Regions from separate parts of the Drosophila melanogaster genome. Here regions 2, 3 and 4 are each linked to region 1. Evidence: chromatin contacts called from public Hi-C and HiChIP or PLAC-seq data. All regions are on one chromosome and are shown on one strand. The core of a region is the stretch at or near the end of the contact, and the rest is flanking DNA. Distances in the headings are between cores, read along the strand shown.

What was found. A called contact is a pair of places that touch in the nucleus more often than the background predicts. HiChIP or PLAC-seq counts read pairs in DNA pulled down with a chosen protein or histone mark.
Region 2: a contact with region 1 is called in a Psq HiChIP or PLAC-seq map of the Kc167 cell line, with 7 times the contacts expected there. The contact joins the promoter of lncRNA:CR44151 here to the enhancer-like site in region 1. A contact is called at or near these places in 1 of 1 datasets of contacts at CTCF or cohesin (the Kc167 cell line), 26 of 107 Hi-C or Micro-C datasets (the Clone 8 cell line, the Kc167 cell line, the OSC cell line and 6 more) and 3 of 6 datasets of contacts at active chromatin or transcription factors (the Kc167 cell line and the S2 cell line).
Region 3: a Psq HiChIP or PLAC-seq map of the Kc167 cell line shows a contact between it and region 1, with 4 times the contacts expected there. The contact joins two enhancer-like sites. A contact is called at or near these places in 1 of 1 datasets of contacts at CTCF or cohesin (the Kc167 cell line), 28 of 107 Hi-C or Micro-C datasets (the Clone 8 cell line, the Kc167 cell line, the ML-DmBG3-c2 cell line and 10 more) and 3 of 6 datasets of contacts at active chromatin or transcription factors (the Kc167 cell line and the S2 cell line).
Region 4: a Hi-C map of the Kc167 cell line shows a contact between it and region 1, with 6 times the contacts expected there. The contact joins the promoter of mtgo here to the enhancer-like site in region 1. A contact is called at or near these places in 61 of 107 Hi-C or Micro-C datasets (the Clone 8 cell line, the Kc167 cell line, the ML-DmBG3-c2 cell line and 18 more) and 5 of 6 datasets of contacts at active chromatin or transcription factors (the Kc167 cell line and the S2 cell line).

The regions. Positions count from the first base shown.
Region 1 is chr2L:16,587,355-16,590,054 of dm6, reverse strand. The region is part of intron 2 of mtgo (miles to go); the gene reads right to left. Among named protein-coding and RNA genes, the nearest start is that of CG31815, 17 kb to the left of the region's middle. Within about 2 kb of position 1,289, at least 38 of the 39 cell types and tissues checked have an H3K27ac peak or open chromatin away from gene starts, as enhancers often do. A contact at or near this core is called in the Kc167 cell line, the OSC cell line, the S2 cell line and 11 more, where this site is marked.
Region 2 is chr2L:16,627,908-16,630,607 of dm6, reverse strand. It overlaps lncRNA:CR44151 (long non-coding RNA:CR44151), which reads left to right and starts at 1,435. Exons shown (of 1, transcript NR_073791.1): 1 at 1,435-1,856. All of the region lies in intron 2 of mtgo (miles to go), which reads right to left.
Region 3 is chr2L:16,643,910-16,646,609 of dm6, reverse strand. All of the region lies in intron 2 of mtgo (miles to go), which reads right to left. Among named protein-coding and RNA genes, the nearest start is that of lncRNA:CR44151, 16 kb to the right of the region's middle. Within about 2 kb of position 1,384, at least 13 of the 39 cell types and tissues checked have an H3K27ac peak or open chromatin away from gene starts, as enhancers often do. A contact at or near this core is called in the Kc167 cell line, the OSC cell line, the S2 cell line and 4 more, where this site is marked.
Region 4 is chr2L:16,543,601-16,546,300 of dm6, reverse strand. It overlaps mtgo (miles to go), which reads right to left and starts at 1,285. Exons shown (of 5, transcript NM_001144357.2): 1 at 863-1,285.

The DNA of each region.
Region 1 (2,700 bases), core at 40-2,539:
TTTGATGTTTGGTAACCAGCTCGGATCACCAGCAATTCAAAGTTTGAGCATTTCAATTTATTGCCACGAAACGGCAAACATCAGATTGGCGGACAAGCCAGTGGTGCAGTCAAACATTTCAAGCACTTCAAAAAGTTTTCAACAACTTAAAAAAAAAAATGCAAAAAAAAAAATAATAATAATAACCAAATGCAAAAAAATTCGATGTCTTCAAAAGAAAATAAAGGAGAAAACCAAGCTAAAGTTTCTTGACTATCTGAAACCTCTTATTCAGCGAGCAAAAAATGTCAAATTATTTTGGCGTATCAATAGAAACTGGCCAAAAAAAAGCAACAAAAAACTTTTAAAAGTTTGGGCGTGAAAGTTGTAGAGTGGGCGTGGCAATCAAAATGTACATTATTCTAATTTTCTAGCTTTTATAGTTCCCACAGCCTTCGCACGATAAAATGACGGACTGACGAACGGAAGGATCCTGATCAAGAATAAATATACTATATCTGTTGCATACTTTTCAAGGAATTTAAAATACTCTTTTAATCTGCACTACATAATGTTATCATTCAATATCCTTACTTGAACTTAATAAACATATAATTGGAAAATGAAAATATAAACTGTGATTTTAAATAATTTATTTACTATGCTATCATTTTATATTATAAGTATTTTCTTTAAAATAATATTTATAGCGCCATATATACATAGCTACATAGCTATACAAAATTTCATAGATAGCTGATTGATCTATGGATTTTTTCCTCTAAAAGTTGATGCTAGACAGCTAACTTTTGGTATGCAGCTTCAGCTTAAAGACAACTCACTCACACACTCCCATTCTGTTGTGAGTGGGCAAGAAAAAAGGAAACTGCATTGAAACTCATAAATCGAGTTTTTCCAATTTTATCCCACAGCCTCTTTCCCACTTTTTTTCTTCCTCTTCCTCAACTCACATACACACGACAAGGCGACGATTTTTTTTTGCTTTTTTCTTCAAGCAGATTTTTCCCCATCGACTAATTTTTTCTTTTCCAAGCACACATACACATTTTCCAAGACTTAATCATTATTTTTCCAGTGCTTTGCTTTCATTACTTGATCACACACACTAGTGCCTTTTTTGTTGTTTGTTTTGTTTTGGTTTTTTTTTTTGTTGGTTGGTAGGGAGCAAGGAGGGGGTGGTGGTTTTCTTTGGGGTTTTCCTTCCACCTCTTCGTGTTTCCATGTACTTGTCTTTTAGCACTCTTCAGTGTGCATTGATTCCTTTGTTTGCCAACAACAACAAATAACAAATGCATCTAAAGTGAGTTTGTATCCGTATCTGTGTTAGTGAGACGCATCTTCATCTGTGAGCTGACTTGTTGACTGCTCAGTTTGCTGGATTCGATAGCAATAAGAACTACGGTTCTCTTATTTATCTAAGCGACAGGTTGCTCTCTTACTTCAGTACTAGGTATTTGATTTTCCATTTATATTGTAGATCGTGTCCTTTTGTTTTGAAGTTCTTCAATAACTAAGTATCCAAAACTGTAATAACTAATAGAAAGTAAAGCATATAGCTAAAAATTATTTTAACAAAATGTTTAATTTTAATTACATATTTTAGTTCATTATATTCTTAAGCCTTTATATGATTTTATTGTTTCCCTTTTTTTGGACGCTTAATTAGTGAATTCGTATTCCGTGTATTGTTTTTTAATGCCTGTATTTTACAGGTCACTCTCTCCTCCGCTTTTCTCTTTCGCTCTCTGTCTCCCTCTCTTTCACCCTGTTGATCAAGTGCTCAATTATATGACTTGTTGTACTTCTTGGCTTCCATTGACCATTCCGTGATTCCGAAAATCGCATACCAAAGCTTCCAGTGAAACCAATTCCAGTTTTCAATTGGAACAGCAAAAAAAAAAGAAGAAAAACCATCGAAGATTCAGGTCTCTCTGCCTCTCACTCTCTCTCTCTCTCTCTCTCCTTCCGTCTCTGCCACGGGTTCAGACACCCGTAAAGCAGCCAGCGTCATCGCACTTGCCATGTATTTGTATTTGTGTATCTGTGAGATCGCATTGTTGAGGAATTTCCAATTAGAAGCTGTAGACTTGTATAAGAGCGTTTGGGAGAATATAAGAGCGGTGGCTCAAAAGAGAACTTCGTAGAGTGGCTTGTTCGGCCACATTAAATCGGAAATGCCCTGCACGCTAAATTTTTACTTCTTTTACTTAAATGTTTATATGTTTATATATCCATTAAAAAGGGACTTAAAAAAATGAAATCTCAACATTGGGACTTTTTTATTTTTTTCTAGTTTTATAAGCAAATAACGGGCAAAAGCAAAAGCATTTGTAGACGATATCTACGATGTAAAATATTTCTTAGTACAATTAAGCATACTATTTATTACAAAAAAGTGACAAACTATTATATTAATCTGTAAAAACACGGACGTGCATTGTGTAAAATGTCATATTTTTAGTCTTATGGATTTTATATGATTATTTAAACTTTAAGAATAAAATTACCTTTGCGTCCTTTTCTCGAATAACTGCACTGCAATTGCTGTTACCAGCAAGCTGAAGCAATAAACACGAAACCGAAATTATACAATCTTCTAAAGTGTAATAACATAAAATCGAAAGTGAATTTTAATTTAGCTCCAAGTCTGCGCCAAAGAATTAGTAAAATTTTGATTACCCCTAAAGTTGCGCTTGCTGG
Region 2 (2,700 bases), core at 186-2,685, 40 kb before region 1:
ACATATAATACATTTTGTAATCGTTTTGTGAAATACTCAAGAGCATCACTTTTTTAGTAGATAATTTCACTACACATTTACAATTTTAATTAGCTTTAGCTAAACATTCTACCCCGTAGCATCATAAATCTGAGCTGGTTTTGGAATACTACCAACTTAAAAATTACAACCATCCACCGCTACTATGATGATAAATAAACCGTCCACCCCTTTTGCTTAAAATCCCAGCTCGCTCACAAAAAATGGCTCATTGTCGTAAGGCAAAAAAGAATCCACGACTTTTAAATTCGCCGCCTGTTTGTTTGTTTTTTTTGTTTGAGGCTAACGAAACGTAGACCGAAATGGCCAAAACGTGTTGACAGTTTTCCCGGCTGCGGCTGCGGCTGCTTCAACTTCTTTTACATCTTCATCTACATTTTGCCCCCAAATCCCAAATCTCGCCTTAAGCATGTCCTTGAGCTGTACAATTTATTGCCGCTTTAAGTTATTTTGTCATTCTGCATTATTTCGTTTAGTTTTCCCATAGCATTTTGTTCAGCGTTGATTTTTTCACAACTCGCTTGCCTTTCTCCATTTTGTTGCGGGTGCCTCTGCCACACCCTGATTTCAATACGAAATTGCGCAATGTATTAAGAAAGCATTTTCAAGCAATTTAAAGGCAATTTTCCCACTCTCATCCGGCAAAGAAAAAAGAAATTTATGCGAATTTGTTTATTCTCTTCACTGTGAATTCGATTCATGGGGGAATTTATTTGGTGCCCGACAGTGATTATATGGCCAATATTGCGGCTTACTGCGGATTACACGGACTCCAAAAGGTATATTAAAAGATATATCTTCGAATGGGTCTTTTTTCTGGCCTATAAGCGTTAAATGCCTGACTTCATTGGCTCATGCATTGCAAATGTCACATTGTGCGAATTTAATTAGGTTGGCAAAGTATTACTTAAAGTAAGTTAAGCTTTATTAAATCACAATTGGAATTGTGTGCACTTTATTGTTAGAGATTTGTTCATTGTTTGTTATACATTTGTTTGTCGATGCATGTGGCATTCAAAGTTCACGGTCATATTTACCGGTGGCTATGCCAAAAAAAAAATATTACCCGTAGTTGTGCACAAGTACACAGGAAGAAATTCCATACCAATAATTAAAATACAGATTGAGAATACGTAGTGCTCACATTTTTTGAAAAAATTAAATTCAACATTTATTTATAGTGGTTAAATAAATATATAACTTATGAATTAAGTGTAAAGTTATTGAAGAACCGGTTTTGGTACCATATGAAGTGAGTGAATTTTGCTTTCGGTGCATGTACTCCCCACAAACCAAATCAAAGCGAGTGAAATTCTCATTTGACACGCAAAAAATGCTATTGTTGTTTCTCCACATTTTTGTATTTATTTTCTTCTTTTTGCCCATTTTGTTTGTGTTTTCCATGTGGGCCGCAGAGATTTTGCGCTTGAATATCAAACGCTGCAAAGGGGGGCGGGGCGGGAAAATCAATTACGTGTACGCGTCGCAAACGGATGTGGCAGACTACAACAGCAACACCAGCAAACACCAGCTATACCATCAGCTTTACCATCCAAAGCGGCAACACCAGCAACATCAACATTGCCACTTTAAGCCGGAAATGTGCGACAACCACAAGAGCTGGACGGGATTAGGCAGCGGAGCAAGTCGAGGGTCAAGCTCCATTCCACTCCTCGGATCTCTGGAGCGACCACGTGCCTGACATTTCAATTAAATTGCCAAAAAATATCTATACGCTGCGAGATTTATATCCCGAACACACGCACCAAAAACTTTAAGCCCGAAAAATGCAAACGAATAAATTGCGCTTCTTTGGCAAATCCCAAGCACACCAAATGAAAATATAAAAAATTGCGAAAAAATATGTACGAAATATATGTATAAAGAAAATTGGGAAACAACTTCCGTTTGATGAGAGTTGCATAAAAATACGGATCACAATGGAAAATACTTTTTTGGTCAATGCCAAAATGAAACACGTTTTTTCGCTTTTGAACAAATGACATGGAAAAAGAGTTATGGAATGAATGCATGGCATTATACTACATATTATTATATTAAATATAGCTTATTCATTAGTTCTTATTTAAAATGAAAAGGTACCACAGATAAACTGTAAATCTGCGCTGCCTTACCTATTAGGTTAAAGAAATTCTGATTTATATACAAATAAAATTTCAACTTCAAATGAATTTTCTATGAGTATGGAGAAGTCCCCTTCACATTGCAAATTTACTAGAATATATGGACAAGGCACTTAGATGATAAGCCCCTGAATAATTACTGTCTTAAGTGAAGCTAATGATTTAGCAAAATTATGTAACTGTCTGATAAACTCCGGTGAAACAGCTTGTGTAACAAATTGAATATCAAACGGAGGTGCATGGGTGATATAACTTTTAAGCCATACACGTATACCCAGCGCAGCTCAAACTGTGCAAATTGCAATTAGTGCCTAGTTGAGTTGAGAGTGTGAGACACTGACTAAATGACTAAATGAGCGATTGAGAAACTGACAGGCCAACGCAACGAGCAGACCCCGTGCCCGAATGATATAATTACGTTTCAATTAGTGCAGCAGTCTGCTGCCACATGCCCCGCAAAACTTGCAACAAATTATATTAAATGAGGAAGCCAGATGCAGGCAGACGGATGTTGGCG
Region 3 (2,700 bases), core at 135-2,634, 56 kb before region 1:
ACAACAATTATAGCTCCACTTAATCAGCCCGTTTAATTATTCCTGGAAGGCCCCCCACTTGCCCTCCCCTGGCAATCCTAGCCACAATCGTTAACACTTTCAATTTGTTGCACTTTCAGCCCTGATCCGCACTTCAATTTCTTCGCCCGCTGGGTTTTCGGTTTGTTTCGATGTTCGCCATTCGCCGCTCGCTTTTTGCATTACCATAAATGCATGCAGTGCTCCTGGCTGTTTCTGCTTCTTCCTCTTGGCCACCCCCTCGAGCAATTAACAATTAGTAGGAACTGTATTCCACCCAACTCCTTGCCCTCGCATAAGCCCCAATTCAATTAACTTGCCCACTTAAGCCAAAAAACGAAAGGCAAGGGAAAAGCTTTATTTTCGTTGTTCTGGCCAGGGAGTCTACATGAGTAAAATTAAATTATTTTACTTAAATAAGCTAGTTATTTACAAGAACTAACATTAATTATTAATCATGCTAATTATCTAATTTGGGAAAGATTTATTTAAGCGTGAGCAAATAAGTAAGAAGTTAGTGAGTAAGGAATGTAATAATAAGATACTCCATTCTGTGGTCTAAATGTATTTCTTTCAGTGTAAGAGTCCGGTTATTGCCGAGAGTTCCCCCATTTCGTTCTGGTCTTTTGTTTTGCATCCCACTCCGCATTCTCGCCAAACTACCCCTCCCCCCCTCATCAACCAGCAGAGTAATTCTTCTTCTTCTGCCCGCTACAATGGCATTGACATTAAGAAATGCTAACCCGCAATTTGCAATTTGCCAGCGAGTGAGTAGGAAAAATAAAACAAAAATTAAATATTACTGTGCGGCGGCAAAGAGAGCGGAGAATCCCAGAGTGGAAAAGAAGAAACAATAATAATAACAAGCCAAAGCGAAACAAAAAACGAGCAAAAGGCGAAGAAAGCGAAATCAGCGTGTGGCGCATGAAGCTCATTAAAACACGAAATGGAAGACGAATGACCAAAACCAAACGAAAAGGGGGGAAAGTGGGCAAAGGGCGGGAGGGGGTAAAGTGGGTGGCTAGAAAGGAGTGCAAAAGTAATACACTCAGCCAAAAACAAACATAGAATGCATATTATCAAAAGTAAGGTGGCAAGTCAAATTTTTTATACACCCAAAAATATTATTAAATGATAGTTATACATTTATAGGAATATATTTCATCTTATTGAGAAATATTGGTTCAATTATAAATATACAGTTTCCTAATATTTTTTTCGAATAATATTTGTTTTTCTTAGTATACTTAAATTAACCATAGAGAACTGCTGGAACGAAAACAAATGAAATCAAATTTAAAGCGTGCGTAATTAATTTCCTTTCCTCGACAGACTTGACTCCCCCGAATGGGGGCGTTGGCTAAGGCGCGGGGGCGTGGTCATTGTAGAGCTGTAGCTAAACCGTTGTTCGCTTGTTTCCTTTCTCTTTGGCTTTTGTTTGCATTGGTTTAACCCGTTGTTTTGTTGAAATATTTAAGCAGCGCAAGAGATTTACAGGATTTCCGAGAGCAGCACTTAGTACAAATAAGAAACATTAGCCATGGGAATGGCGAAATTTACACTAATTGTTATTAATTAATTTTCGAAATAGTTTACAATTACGTTACTTTGTTAATTCTGAAAGTAGAGAATGCATGTAAGTTACTTTTTACCATATTTATAAAATAAATGAAACCACATTTGCAATGAAATTTAATACTTTTCGATGTTTATTGGTATGGTTATTCGATGTTTAGCAATCTCTTTAAGTATCTGCTTTTTTTGAAACCTCTGTTTACCACGAAATTAACCCCTCTTTAGGTAATAAATCTTTGCTTGCCCTCGGATAAATAATTGTTGCTTCTTACAGACAAAAATACCTTGTCGTTCCGCGTTTCAATCGAGCGTATTTAAGACCACGACTTTTGCCTTTTGGCGGCACTTAAATTTCAATACGCTGTTGTTCTTGACTTTTACGGCTTTGGTTTGTATCGTTGGATTCTGTGGACGTTGCCAGCTGGCCATTTTGCCATTTCGGTGTAGCCAAAGCTGAAGCTAAAGCCAAAGTCGAAGCCGTCGCCTTTTTGCCTGAATAATTAATTTTATTTATGCCGCGACAAACGATGCTGCTGCGCTTTTTTACTCGATTTTTTCCCTTGTACAAGTACTTTGCTAAGCCGCAGTGATCATAAATTGTTGAGCACATGCAAAGCCCAGTGGGCGGGGCAGTGAGGTAAGCGAGAAAGGCGGTACAATTAGTTGGCAACACGAATGGCCCAAAACAAAAGTGAAAAGACAAAATGAGGCTATATTCACTGATAACCGAAGCAGAAAATAATTTATTTCCCTTTCAGAGACAACGAATCAAATGCACAGTGCAGGCCACAAAATTAGAACTAAGCGTAGTTAAAGTATTTGAAATAGTGGGTTTTTCATAAATCTCTTAAGGTTACATTGCACAAAAAGAAACATTATAAAAAAAAAACAATGATGCATTTAAGTTTTGTAAGGTGTGTTGATAGTTGAACACTAATTATGCGATACTAAATGCTCAGCCGCAATTGTTTAGTCACACGCATACCCAATACCAATGGCGACTTACGTGCTGCGCCATTTTGTCCAAAAGAAGATTTATAAGGCCGCAGCCACTGAGGATACTTCAAGGACAAAACATGGAAAAACGCCCCGGGGCAAGAAGAAAAT
Region 4 (2,700 bases), core at 36-2,535, 44 kb after region 1:
TATGTAAAGAGGCAGTGGGCGGTGGGAGGAGGCCAGATATCCAAAAGACGCGACAAGTGTCGGCCGAGCTTTGTTTGGCGCAAAGAGAGCAGCGCACTTCGAAGAGCAAAAAGCGCGAAGCCAAAAATCCAAAGACGACCATAGATAGTAAATTGCAAAGTTTATGCCGCCAAGTTCATGAAATTGTAATAGCTTCATACCACGGTTATGCTTCACCAAAGTGGTCATACAATTAAAAAAATTACGTACACCTAACTTTAATCCATTAAACTCGTACATTTATAATTATAATTTCTGATTTGGCGGAATTAATGAACTAAGTACATCGTGCATTCATTTTGCTATTGGGTCCACGCATGAGCTTTGTAACAGTAAAAGAAGCCCTGACCATGCAGTTGCGTCAATGGGTGCGAGGGAGAAGGGTGAGTGTGGGAGCAGGAGGTGGGCTTGGGTATTAGAGAGAGAGAGAGTGGGAGAGCGCGAGAGGCACTGGTTGAGTTGGTTTTGCTGACTGCACTTGTTTTGCCATCGTAGTTATTGTTTTTGTTGCTTGCAACGTTTTGCTGCCACTTGGCCGCAAAGGCAACAAAAACAAACACACACTAATACACGTGCGCGTTATTGCCAATTCACCCACATACACACAAACAACAGTTAGCCGCCGCTTGTGTGTGTGTGTACGCTAACATATTGAACGCATTTTTTCATATTTCTCAATGGAAAAGCCAACTCTAAACACCGTTAATATCATCCATATTAGTTAGTTGTCATTTGTGAGAGAAGAAAATGTGAAAAACATGTAAATTGCTGGGCAAAATAATGCAACATATGCTAGCACCACACTCTGATATTATCAACTTACTTTGCAAGTATTTGCCTTTGAATTTGGATTTGATTTTGCTTTTGTTTTCTATTTATTTATTTGTTGCTTTTTGGTTTTATTTCTTGCTGCACTCACTAACACAGAAACACACACGTACGCGCTAAACACGAAAAGCAGCCAATATATTTTATTCGTTTTGATTTTCACTGCTTGGAAATTTTCGCATTTCCATTTTCGAAATGCGTAACAACAAGTATTCTGTGGTTGAACAAACAACGATTTACGCGAATATAATAAAATAACGATAAACGGTTATTACGATGGTTTCCGCTGGCCAAAAACCTGCGACGAAATAGTCAACTGAGGGGAAAACAAGTAACAATTGTACCTGCCGAATTTGTTTTTAAACGCTTGCCAGCTTTTCTGATTTTCCGATGCGAACGCGCGCGCTGCGAAAAACATATTCGAAGCGAGTCGGAGAAGCCCCTCTATATAGATTCTCTCCGGCGCTTGAAAACAATTCGCATTGAGTGAGTTACGAAAAGCGGCTGATTCGGGCGCCAATTTGCTCCCACGAATTCTGCACGCTCTTACTCCAACGCATTGGAATGCTCCGCGCTCTTGAGCGCTTTCTGCACTGTTCGCTCGCTAACGGTAGTTCATGTGACGTTAACGTAAAGCTTGTTTCATTGCTTCATTATTGCAATGCAAAAATTTACATTATTTCTTCTAACTTACCCATTAACCGAATTAAATCTAATATCTAACATCAAATAAGTCGTTATCTAAATTATTGTTTTAATTTTTTATTTGACCTGGGCTTTTCTATCGAATTCTATGTAATTCAATGCAAAAATTGAAGTTGTTAGTATTTTTTCTTTGTGCATAAGAGTAAGCAATTGTTGCTTTCGTGCGCTCTCTCTTTTTCACTATCTTTTAACCCGTTCGTTTGCGTGGGTGCCAGGGAAATTTCCACCCACTGAAAGTCCTAAAATTGAGTTATTAAGTGAATCAAGGGCCAGCAAGGTTTTTGAGCATAGTTATTTGAATGTCCAGAAGATCAGCTTATTACCAAATGCATTTATTTGATTACTCTATCATGTGACACTACGTGTACAAAAATTATATGAATAAGATATTTACGTAATGAAGCCGAGTACGACTTAACAATATTTTAAACTTAAAGCTAAATATACATTTTATAATTTGAATAAGAATAGGATTGGGAAATTCATATTTAAGGACGGGCTTAATATATAATATAAAATATCCCTTTTGGCGTCGACTGCGCTGCATTTCCTCTGCCGTCGTTTTTGTTCCAAAAATCGCGTGGGAGAGTGAGTGAATAAAGGAAAGGTTGGAAGAGGGAGAGGGAGAGAGTGAGAGTGAGTAGGTGAGTCCAGATTGAGTTATTTTTCCAAGCCTGCAACCTGTATGAAATTATGGCTCAAGAGGCCAAAAGCTTTACGCGGTTGAAAATTGTTGCTTTTGCGACGCCGGCCGAAATGCAAACAGCTGTTTGCAGAATACAACAAATAATAAATAACTTGAACTTCAAAGCAAAACGGAAGGAAGATTTCAATATTTCATGGAAAAAAAAAGAAAGAAACTGGCTAACAACTTCATACATATATAAATTTTAGTATACGTAATATTATTTGAAATCTAGGCAATTTTGTATTATCAAAGGTCAATTGAACAATATACATAAGTGGGAGAATCGAAAAATGACTCGTAATATAAGTCTAGTCCTGCTAATCCGTTTTGCAATGGACACCACATTATTCAAGTCAATTTCTATAAAATATATAATAAAATGATAATTGAAATTCATTTTCTAAGCTACGTTATAGATTGTAAATCTTTTTGTATAATTT